Regions from separate parts of the Gossypium hirsutum genome. Here region 2 is linked to region 1. Evidence: chromatin contacts called from public Hi-C data. All regions are on one chromosome and are shown on one strand. Each heading gives the region's core, a stretch centred on a gene start, on an enhancer-like site or on the middle of the called end of the contact. The rest is flanking DNA. Distances are from core to core; before and after follow the strand shown. Region 1 holds the start of LOC107933475 (beta-amylase 8). Region 2 holds the start of LOC107946824 (F-box protein SKIP31).

The links. A called contact is a pair of places that touch in the nucleus more often than the background predicts.
Region 2: a contact with region 1 is called in a Hi-C map of leaf, with 2.6 times the contacts expected there. The contact joins the promoter of LOC107946824 here to the promoter of LOC107933475 in region 1. A contact is called at or near these places in 3 of 34 Hi-C or Micro-C datasets (all in leaf).

What each region holds. Positions count from the first base shown.
Region 1 is chrA12:101,701,357-101,707,426 of Gossypium_hirsutum_v2.1, reverse strand. LOC107933475 (beta-amylase 8) reads right to left here and starts at 2,858. Exons shown (of 10, transcript XM_041083331.1): 1 at 2,230-2,858; 2 at 1,333-1,557; 3 at 939-1,019; 4 at 607-810; 5 at 1-133. The coding sequence starts at 2,616.
Region 2 is chrA12:101,837,052-101,843,434 of Gossypium_hirsutum_v2.1, reverse strand. It overlaps LOC107946824 (F-box protein SKIP31), which reads left to right and starts at 4,480. Exons shown (of 9, transcript XM_016881290.2): 1 at 4,480-4,750; 2 at 4,836-5,060; 3 at 5,146-5,219; 4 at 5,750-5,822; 5 at 6,247-6,357. The coding sequence starts at 4,685.

The DNA of each region.
Region 1 (6,070 bases), core at 1,609-4,108:
TAGTCCTCCTTCCTTCACGATCAGTAAAGAAGATATCCTGGTTTTCTTTTCCTATCTCCAAAATCCAGTTTGGTAGGGAGATCAGTACATCAGCAGAATCAGTTCTCCCATACTCATGAAATGCCATTACAACCTTCAAAAGTGAATAAGAAACTTTAAGACAGATGCTTCCATATAAGCTAAAGACCACCAATAGAATACTCCAACAAATGCAGAATAAAAGTTTAGATATGTCAACCACTTTCTGATTTGAGAAGAAAATATAAGTAAAAAAAAAATAGAAATGCATGGATAAAAACCAATGAAACTTTTGAAAGAAAGCATTACATCACATGTAAAAAAGTGCTTAGTAAAGAATGGACTCAAAAATGAAGATACTTAAACTGAAACAAGCAGACATCATTAGAAGCAGACGTCATTAGACACATTCCTTCGGAATTCCTAGCAAGTTTCATTATATAGATGTTAAGAGGATGTAATTCATACAGAGACAGTCTTGAAAGCCATTTCCCACTACTGCATCAACTCTCAAACAATGTTAAACATCTACGGCGAGAGCATAAAGACAGGAAGAGAGAAAATTCAACTTTATTTAGTTGAAGCCACCTGTATCTTCATCTTGAACTCTCGGATATAGTTAAATAATTCCCGGTAGCCAGACCAGACATACTTCTGTGGATTCCAACACTCAACAATTCCCCACCAACAATCTACAATGACTCCATCTACATTTAAGGAGTTCATATGACTTAGCTCTTGTCTAACATCATCAGGATCGGCCAACTGACAGAAGTTGTTGATGACACCTGTCTGCCAAAGAACAGAAAAGAGTTAAATTCTCAGAAAGAGAATTTGAAAGTCAATGTGAAAATTAACAAGCCATGATAAGAACTGTGCATTTCAAACTCTCAATTAGAATATCAAAGACAAAGCCTCACCGAAAGCTTTACATAAACAGGCACATATTGGGTGCCTGTAAAGTCATTATCGTGCTCTGTTGAATGAACATCTTGTATAAGCTGCTTCAATTAATCACCATATCAGATATATATTTATAACGTCAAAGAATTCAAAGTACAGAGAAATTTGAAAAACATAGATGATGGCAGGCAAAGCAACAATTGATATCTATCATTTGAATAATATGAAGATGTAACCACATTCATTTTTAATCTTAAATTATGGCTATAATCCTAGAACAAATTACTCTAACAAATCATAATAGTGACATTATTATTTGTAAAACACAGACAGATTGCAACTCAAAAAGCAGAGGGATGAAGAAAAAGAAAGGAAGAATAAGAAGCAATCAATATGTAGCTCAAAATTTACCTGATCTGCCTCCAGGCACTCAACTGAGTTGATAGGACTAGTACTTGGATATTTCTCACTCCGTGTATCTCTCTCAGCTATAACAACGGAATCAAGAGATGCTGGAGACAAACTGCCATCAATTCTGACGACAGGTTGCTGACAGTCTAACGTTGCTTTAACAGAGCAGTTCTTCAAAGAAGTAGCCGATAGTGGACTTTCACCTGACCTTACCGAAAATGCTCCCTGAGCATTATCAATGTCAAAATATGGTTGCCATAAAGATAAATCAAGCACTGTGCTCATAAAGTAACAGCCAGTAAAGCATTTACAATATGGATGTCCAGAGAAATTATCAGGATACTGACTAAAGCAAAGAATGTACAGCTATTAAAAGCCACAAAAAGCAAACTTCAAACATAGGCACCAGTGGCTCAAGGGCTAATTAGATTTTTTATATCTATCCAAACCATGCTTGAAACTGACGCTATTTGATTCCATGAGATTAGCATATATCAAGTGCGTAGAATGAACATTATGGTTCGGAAAAACAGCTTAAATGACATATCGAAGTTGACCTAGATAACCATGTATTCATCCCACTTAAGAAATTGAGAACTGTAGCAAATTATTACTAATTGCCTAAACATTATAGTCATATTTTCAAGTAAAATAATTTTTGTTCGGTAAGTTGTTGGACTGGACAGAGCTAAAGCAAACCAAGGATGAAATAACTGGGCACATGATATTCAAATCTTCGAATCCCCCCCCAAAAAAAAAACAAAGCTGTCAGTAAACTTTATGCTTGGAGAAGAAGAGGAGAGATTCGAAATAATAAAGTAATCAATCAGCATTATCAGGCACCTCTATATAGAGAGAGAAAAAGAGTAAATTAGTAGGTAAAGAAAGAAAACGAACCAAATGTTGTTGATGTTGGGGAGGTGGAGAGTGCCTGTAAGTAGTGCCGTCAGGCTCAACGGTCCAACCAGCCTCACGGGCCAAGGCGGCTAGCACATCGTTCATATCAGCACGCGCGGGAAGAGGGAAATTACCGTATTGCCTCAAGCCGGCCAGCATACGGCTAGTGATGGCTCGCCTGTGTCGTTCCCGAAGCTTTGTCCTCTCTTTTTCTTTCTCTCTCTCACGTTTGCCCTTGCCGGAAGAGGCAGTGGATGCGCCGGCAGATCCAGAGGGAGCGCCGGTGGGGCTCACAGAGGCAGCAGCCGCAGCGGCGGTTGCAGCGAACCCGCGGGGTCTCCGAGGCTGAGGCTGAGGCTGAGGCTGGGGCTGGGGTTGGGACTCCATGGATGGGATCTAGCTTGGAGAATTTAGGAATTTTGCATAAATTATATTTGTGGTTCTTTAGGTTGGGAATCAGGCAGTCAATGTGGTGGCCACCATCATCATCGTCATCCTCGAGCTTCACTTCACACTTCAAATCAACTCCCTTCTTGCTCTCTGTCTTCCACACACACTCTTCCCATTTCTGATCTCTCCCTCTACGACTGCGTTTTTATTTTTTAGTTTTTTTTCTCTTTTAACTATTAACAATGCTTTATTCCAAAAAAATAAAACCATAAATGATGGTAGAAGTATAAAGAAAAAGAAAGATTACGAAAAAAAGTTAATTTTTGTAGGTTCAATTAATGAGTAAATTTTAATTTTTGTAGGTTCAATTAATGAGTAAATTTATTTTTATTAAAAATTTTATTTATTTATATTAATTTATTCTTTAATATAATTTATATGGACTAATTTAATTAATTTTTTAATAGAAAAATAAAATGTAATCTGTTTTTTAAAAATTAGATAGGAATTTTTTATAAACAATGCTAAACCCATTAATTTCGAAATAAAAAAACAATTTTGGAGATCATTTATCATGCATATTTTATGCATTTATATATTTCATTATTTTTATTAAAATTTATTTCAAATGAATAAAGGTATGATTGTGAATTTGTAATGTTTATATATTTAATCTAAATTTTTAAATACTTTATATTAATTATTTAAATTTATTTAAAATATATATTTTATATATAAAATAATTTTAAAAAAATTAAAATAATAAATTTAAGACCTTAACCATGTAAATTAACAAATCAAGTTTATTATGTCAATTTTTTCCCTCTCTTTTTTAAGCATATTTCAAATAAATATAGTATCAAATTTATGTGTTTTAACTTGAAATTTAGTCATATTGTCAACAATATTTAAATATGGTTGAGTTTTTTTATTTAACTCAAAAAATTTTATTCAATTTAATTCGATTTTTTTAGAACAAATTAAGATGATAAATTTGGACTCCTCAACTATAACTCAAATTTGTTTTTACTCGGATCAATCAAATGCTCACCCTTAATACTAAACACTTAAATAAACAAAACTTTTTAAATGACCAGTTTTATAACACTTTTCAAAACCAATGAATAACAATCCGTTTTCAGTGGTGCCGAAAAATGTGATTTTAGAACCCTATTTTTCAATGATCGAGTATGTAAATATTATTAATTAATATTTACGAGTATAATATAGTTTTATATTGACTTTTGATCCGGTAATTTTGTTGAGCAGTTAATAATTAAGACACAAAGATTAAATCGTAAAAATCGTAAAAGTTAATCGCTATTGATTTTTATTAGTTAAAAAGGTTTAAATAATAATTATTGAGGGGTTTAAATGACAATTAAACTATTTTCAATGATGGTCGACGGTTAATGTATATTAATTAGTGAATATATGTTATTTTTTTAATATTAAATTTGATTTTAATTATATTAAAACATTGAAACAAAAGAAAAAGTGGCCATTTCTTTCCTTTTCTCCACCAAATCCACCTTGAGCCAAGGAAGTTTCGGCCAAACTTTCTCCCTTGCATGATCAAGATTTGAATTAACCAATAAATAATTGAGGAAAATGAAAAATTGTTGATTAGTCTCTACACTTCAACTTGTTAACAATTTTTGGAGGTAAGTTTATATGGTATAATTATGTTTGTAAACATATTGAATGTGTTTAAATTAAGGAATTGTATATTGTGGTTGTATTTTGAATTAGTTATAAAATAGTACAAAAGGTGAGGAGTGGACTAAATTGTAAAGAAATTATCCAATGTGTGAAATGTACGCGTATGAACCTAATATAGGATAGGATACAATTGGCATATCAATAGGGATATCTGGGCGTTGTATGGGATATGATATGAGAGGATACTGGTGTATGGAGAATTCACTATTTAAACTAGAATCTAACATTTGTTGCGGATTATCGAGTCTTGTCTCTACAGAGACCCTAGTGTGTTCTAGAGGGATGTATTGTCTTGTGACATATGATGCCTACGGACTTAGCACTTCGATGCACAAGTGTGTTTTAGAGTTTCGCTCAAATGAGCAATCTGATGTGTTTCTAGTGGCTACCTGCATATCTGTATCTGTTTATTATAGTTCATCGGGTTAAACAATTAGTGTAAAAGGAAAATATCTGATTGATAATGTGTATTGTATATGAAATGTATATATATGTGACTGGAATGATGAAATGTTGTAAATATGTTCGACAACTCTGATAAAATGACATTAAATGAAAATGTTTTGTATAATTTGAAATGTTATAAGTTTATAGTTGACAAACTCGCCTTACTGATGAGAAATGTTGTAACACCCCTTAACTCCAACCCGTCGCCGGAACAGGATTACGAGGCATTACCGGAATTAGACGCTAATAACGAACAACACCAAGTCATAAATCTATATTTCAATTTAAAATTTCTCAAATTCCACCTTTAAGTCCCTAATATGGACCTACGAGGCTCAAAATATACTTAGGAAGTGTTTTGAGATTAAACCGGGAACTTTGGAAACTTTTCCTTGAAAATAGGGGCATATGCCCGTGTGGCCTGGAGCATGCCCGTGTGGCCTGCCTGTGGGGCTCCCATGGCCGTGGGGCCAGCCCGTGGGCAGATCTAACTTTCTCACACGGCCATGGGACTAACCTGTGGCCAATTCTGACTTTACCACACGGCCTGGGCACACGCCCATATGATTTGGCCATGTGATAAACATGATTTTTCACAATTTTAAAGCTATTTTCACATATCAAACACACCTAATTCATGCCCAATACATTGACTTATAAATCTTGATCAAATAACATTCATCTATTCATTTCAAATACTTCTTAAAAGTTACAAATTACCTTACACCCAATACGTAAAATATATTTAAGTGGCCAAAACAAAACCTAATACATGCCAATAATTTAGTTTAATTACTAATTTAATCATTTATCCTTTCTCTATTCTATGATTAAGCTTTTATGCTCTATTCAATTTAATCCTTTTTACTAATTACTTCTAATTAAAAATAAACTCACCTAATTAAAATCTAATTCAACTCACAACTAACTTCGTAAATATTTTTAATAAATATTTACGAACTCATTTTTCCTAAGACGGAAACCCTAAACTCACTTTTCCTGTGCCCGTGAAATATGGGTCGTTACAAATGTGATGACAGGAAAAGTCATGTAGTTAGCTAATTCATTATGTTAGTTATGAATTGAGGTGAGTTTACTTTTTTAGCTCATATGAACTTACTAAGCATACGTAATATTTACTCTATTGTAGTTGTCTTTTGCAGAACAAGGCGATCAGATCACTTCGAAGCTCACACTATCAAGCCTTCGATTCAGTTGTCTTGTTATCATTCTGAACTTGGTTATGTGACATGTAAATAGGCAATGTGATGTTCATGTGTAC
Region 2 (6,383 bases), core at 3,231-5,730, 130 kb before region 1:
AGTCAATTACAAGCTTATAACTGTATTGACAGACACCTTTTATGATGTCTCCTAGGAGCATATTCCCTAATCCCAGGGGTGGTACATCAGCCAGGCCTGGCTCCTGATTATGTTTGAATTTCGCAAGAAAATCTGCACAGTGTTGACCTCACCTTATATATGCCTGGAGACATCAGTTTCCATTTCGGCTTCTTTTCCTGCCAACACTTTTTAACAATACTTTTCATTAATCGTCACAATGCCATTACTGGAGCCAATCCATATCCATGGATCACGAGCAACATCCAAATGAGATAAGCATGTACGTGCATTATGAAGCAAGTTATCCGCCCAAAATCTACCTTCACTTTTATTCCCATTTGACCGCCCAATGTGATTCTTAAACTCGATCGTTCCAGACATTGGATAGAAATTTTCAAGTGAAAGAGCATTTAGTTAGAGTCAATTCCATTTTGTATTTGAATCTCAAAACTCGAAACTATAAATTATTATAACCTGTTTGAAGTTGAAAACCTAATTTAAACACAAAGGGTTTTTTCCATTATAAATCTTCCTCAAATTTACCCCACCATTTTTAAGGGTGTGTTTGAATGAGGAAAATTTTAAGGTGCTATCCTTTTTAAAGGCATCATTTTAAAATGTTAGTGTTTATGATTATTTTGTTTGGATAAATATTCTTTTAAAAAAATTTAAGTAATTGAAATTCCATAAATTTTAAAAAATAATTATAAAATAAAAATAATGATATTACAATAAATAATATAAAAAATATGTAATATGAATATTATTACTTTGATAAAAATATATAAATATTTTTAATAATATGAAATATAAAAAATATATTGGAATTAAATAAAAATTACATTTGAATTTTATATTTTTTATTTTATAGTGGGATAATATTTTTTTTAAAAATTCTGAAAGATGAAATTTGAGCTACTCAAAACTCCTCCTTAAATTTCTTACAAAATTTAAAATTTTTTAAATATTTTTATCTAAATAAAGAAATTTATTTTTAAGATTTAAAAACCTTAATAAAAAAAATTCACATCCAAATGTCTTGTCCAAACACTCTGTAAAAGCATACAACATTTCTCACTTGATGAACCCCAAGTTCACTCAATCTTATTACAAACACCTTTCATTATGGGTTCTCTATATTACTCAAATTGTTTAAAATCAATCTCTCAATATTAATCTAAATTTCAAATAGTTGGTCCAATCTCCGAATAAAATGGAATTAATTTTTTCTATCATGCAAAAATAAACACAAACTAGTTGAGAACTAAAAAAATAGAGAAATTGTAGGAAATAATAAGAAGAATTAATGACACTAATAATAAAAATTACTACTAAAAACATAAAATAGTAATTAAATTAATAAATACTAATAATCACGAAAACTAATGAAAATTCTAATGTAAAATAATAGAATGAGTGATTAGTTTGATTATCATAAATCACTTCCCTAACAATGGGGCCATTTTTTCTTTTTTGGTGAAAAAAACAGGCAATTAATTACACAATAATTTCTAGAGCAAGACTGTCACTTGCTTTAACAACAAGAGGGATTACAAGCACCTCTCTTGAGATCTCTACAAACAACAATTTTATTAACCTCTCTAGGAATGTGCTGTAGAACCCAAAGTCCTACGTTCGTCAATAGTTAATAAATTTCACCTAGTTAAGGTAGAGTTCGAAACTGTCAAAGAAGAGTCTTGTATGACCTTGATCGCCTCTAAATTATCCGTTTGAATTATCGCTCTGGCATATCACCTATTTGGGATGAGAGCCAAATACGACCAAAACTTTAATAAACCGAAATAGGATATATAAATTTAAAAAAATAAATAAATATTCACTTCAAACTTTAAAATTTCATTATTCCCTAGATAACTACAAATACACGATGTGATTATTAAGTAATAATTACAACAAATAAAATGATGGAAAAATATTTTAGAGATGGAAACTACTCGCCGAACCTAACCCGAAGGCGTGACGGATAATGATTTCCAAACCCAAATGTGATTCCTAATCATACTTGACCCGAGTCTGATCGCTATTTCAAAATTGAAATATTGAATGGCCCACAAATGAAATGAGACCAATTATTCGGCTTTCGGTGCATAAGTTGGGCTAAAGTCGAAAAAGCCGTAGTGCATCAGGGTCATGGGCCCATGCCCAATCATTGCCATTTGTTTTAACTTTCAAAAACAAAACTTATTTTTTTATGGAATTTTCAAAAGAAAAAAAATACATTTTTAATTTTGATTATTTTGATCAAACGAAATTGCATTAACAAGAATGGGGTCTTTAGTTCATTCTTTTGCTAAACAGAAAATGGAAATATTAAAAGAAAATGAATAGGTGATTTTTGACTTTTTATTTTATTTTCTTAAAAGATGTTACTAAATATTTTTATTTTTAATAATTTAATAAAATAAAATGGATCATTTTGGGAATATTGTTCACACTACACGCGCATAAGCTAACGTGGCCTAATGAGCCAAGCCATATATATTTGGAAACATATATAACATTTTTCACGACCTTATTGGTTATTGAAATGTTTTATTTAAAAAGCTTACTATACATAATTAATACAATCAAATTAAGTAGCGATTTAATTTTTAATTTAAAAAAAAGCCAATTAATTTTAGAGCATGAAATAGTATATTACATTGTTTTTCATAATAAAATATAGAGGTGATCTACGCACTTCAGAATTTAGTGATAACATTTAAACATACAACTCAACATTTTCTTTTACTTCCATTGGTGGCATGGTTGACAACAACATTAACAATGGTACTGATCCCTTTGTTTTCAAGATAGGCGGCTATAACCATCATAAGATTGAATCACTTCTACCTGACAATAATTGTAAACCAAAATTTGCACAATTGTACATATATATATATATATATATGATATGTAGAATGAGATTAGTAAGAGACTTGGTAGCATGGGCAGGGATACTAACAGTAGTTCATTAGATCCTAATATTGTTGATGAGCTGTTAAAAATTAAGACGATCACAATCAATTAATGAAAATATTTAAGATGATATGAGGCAAATTTCAAACATATAATTATTCACATGTACATATCAAATTTATTAATATACGTAATAAGGATGAATGATGGTATAATTTACCAACTACATCAAAAGTTGTAGGATTTATAGTTGGCACTACAAATGAGTCAACAACTATGCAAGATGTTACAGAGGAACATAGAGGTGGTTTGCACCAAATGAGTTACACCCAAGTCTTATGTCCATGCAATACCCATTGTTGTTTTCATATAGAGAAGATGGATACCATACTGAAATTATGCACAAAGGTGCCGAATCTACCAGCTCTAAAAGGACAAAATTGACTCAACGTCAATGTTATGCTTATCTGCTTCATTGTAGAAAGAAAGAAGGTCACACTTTAATTGACAATGGTCGTTTGACTCAATAGTTTATGTGTAATGCTTTTACTTATGTTGAAGCGTAAATATTTTATTGAACGTTGAAGAATCAACCTAAATTAAGGGCATATATACTATAAAGGTTTGGAAGATGCAGTTGTTAGAGGTGATATATCTCCTTCATTTGCAGGAAAAAGAATTATCTTTCCTTCATCTATTATTGATATTTCAAAATATATGATAATTTCCTTTTATTATTGTATCTTAGAATATTAAAGTGTACATTACCAAAATGTGTGATGCAGAATGTTGGGATTGACCCGTATACGCAACAAACAAGTAACATAGAAAAGGTCAAACACATAAACATTTACGTGGAAAAGACAAATGAGGCTTCGACTTTTTATTAAAGAAATAAAAAAAATGAGAGTACAATATGAAAAAAATAAATCTAAATGTATTAAATGTATATTATCCAAATCACAAAACAAAGCCTTAACTCAGGAAATACTCTCACCAAAACTTATATGTGACTATATTTTAAGGGTAATATATATTTAAATATTCTGGTATATCAAAACATGAATACAAAGCCTTTAAAGGCTAAAACTAGATAATATTTTTAGAATAATCAAAATTAATTAAAGAATAAATAACAGAATTTAATTAGGAAAAGAAAATCCTAATTTAATAAGGAAATAAATACGACAAAACCCCACACATAAAGTTTAGCAAGGGGAGTGAATCTATTACTTTCATTGAATTAGAATTTAATTACAACTATTTAACTACATTTACTAAATTATTTATTTACTATTTATAAAAGAATTACTAATCTAATATATAACAGTTACGGTTTTAAATTATAATTATTAACAATATAATTAAACCATAAACACAATCAAAATAATTGTCTCTGAATATTTTATTTAAATGATTGTGTCTCGCAAGTGTATATTTATATCAATTGTAGGGGTAAGAAATCTAGTAACCATCTAAGGGAAAGAAGAGAAAATCGAAAAGATATTTTAACGCTATCAAGTATCGGATTCGTAACGTAACGTAAGCATAGAATTGGGTAGATTCGACCCGGAACCGGCCCATCGTACACATGCTTGGTTGCACGTGCCCGCTGCCCGCTTACCCTTGCATCTATCAATCCACCCATCTATCAGACGTTGTTCGGCCTTCTTAAAATATATAGAAAATCCAATCCCACCGTTGGCCGGCGAATTATCCCTCCGATCACCCTCCGGTCTGATCCATGACGTTGTCAGACGAAGAAGATGAGTTTTTGGCGAATTTCCTTGAATCCGAGCTCTCCGATGAGGTTCTCTTCCGTACCCCCTACTATTTTCTTTATCGATAATAACTTTATGCCTTTCTGATGAAATTGAATTCTGTTCCGGTTTTAGGAGGAGCCGGAAGCCAAGAGATTGCGCGTTGTGAAGGAAGATGAGGAAAAGGAGAAAGAAGACAAAGGAGGTGGGGCTTCTTCTTCGAATATGAATCCGAATCCGAATCCTGGCCAAGTGAAGAACAATAATAATAGGAACAATCCTAGGAGGATTGAGAGTGGTACTTTCAGCAAGATTCCACCTGAGTTATTTACTCAAATCCTCAAATTCCTCTCATCCGAGGTCCTTTTCTGTACTGTGTAAATTTCTTTTTTCCCTCTCAAATTCTCAGTTTCTGATTTTGTGTTTGTTATGTATAAATTTACAGGATCTTGTATCGTGCTCGATGGTGTGCAGTTTCCTGAATTATGCGGCATCTGACGAATCCTTATGGCGCCGACTGTGAGTATTTTATTGCATTTGATTTCTGATGTTCAAAGTCTCTTTTTTCTTTTTTGCTTTTTAGGTTTTAAATTTTGTTGATTATTGCTACTTGTTGGTCAAGCTATCTATTAATGCATAATTAAAGCATTCCTTGTTAACCAGCCACTAATGTAGCTGCTTAAGTCCTTGTTGACATCATGTCTCGGGTTCAAACCTGAACTACCTCATCCCCATAGCCCTCTGATAAAAAAGAGAAGGCTTTCCTTTGTAAGATAAATGGAATTTGAGTGATTGAAGGTTCATTTACACTTCCTTCTAGTGTCTAACTATGTCTAGGTTGCAAATTCATTGTTTGCTTTAGTTAATTTTGCAGATATCTATACGCATTGTTGTAGTGGTTTGAAGGTTTGCTTCTTTATCACATTTATGCTTGTTGGCATACCATACAATGCCAACAATATGTATGTATCTGTAGTAACCAATATCGACCCTTTCACTTGGTAAATTCTTGTTTTGCAACTTGAAGCAAAAAGTTTGAACTTCTTCAGGTATTGTATGCGATGGGGTTTGTTGCCTCCAACACAAATACGAGAATGTCCTTGGAAGAAGCTTTATATTCAGGTACTTTTGGTTTATACATATCAATTTAAGGTTCCTTTATGTTTTAGACTTTTATTTTATTAAAACCTCACATATCTATCCTGTGTAGGAAATCTTTATGATCACTCAGTGGGCATACTGCCCTCCCTGCATGCTAATTTTACCTGTGCTCATCAGCTCATGACTACTAATTAGTATGCCACTGGTTGCCATTTTAATCTATTTCATTGAACTTTGAGGGAATAACATGCATGTGTAGTCAGCTATTTGTATTGTACTAGAATTTGACTGGAGAAATTTATCTACTATCAGCTTTTAGCATAACATTGTTTACTGAGAATTTCAATCTGTGTACTTGTTGCGGTTAAATCAGCTGGTTCGCATGCTGCGTCTTTTCTCTATAACATTTTCAACTTTTATGGTAAAACATATTTTTCCTTCTCAGCGTGATGAAGAGGACATGATTGAACTTGTTAGGAACTGTCCATCTGAATTTAAAGAGTACTACATTCAAATGCAATCAGCTAAAAGAAGCCAAGCACCTCTTCCTTCTCAGGTAACAAGGTTTTACTGATTTTGGTC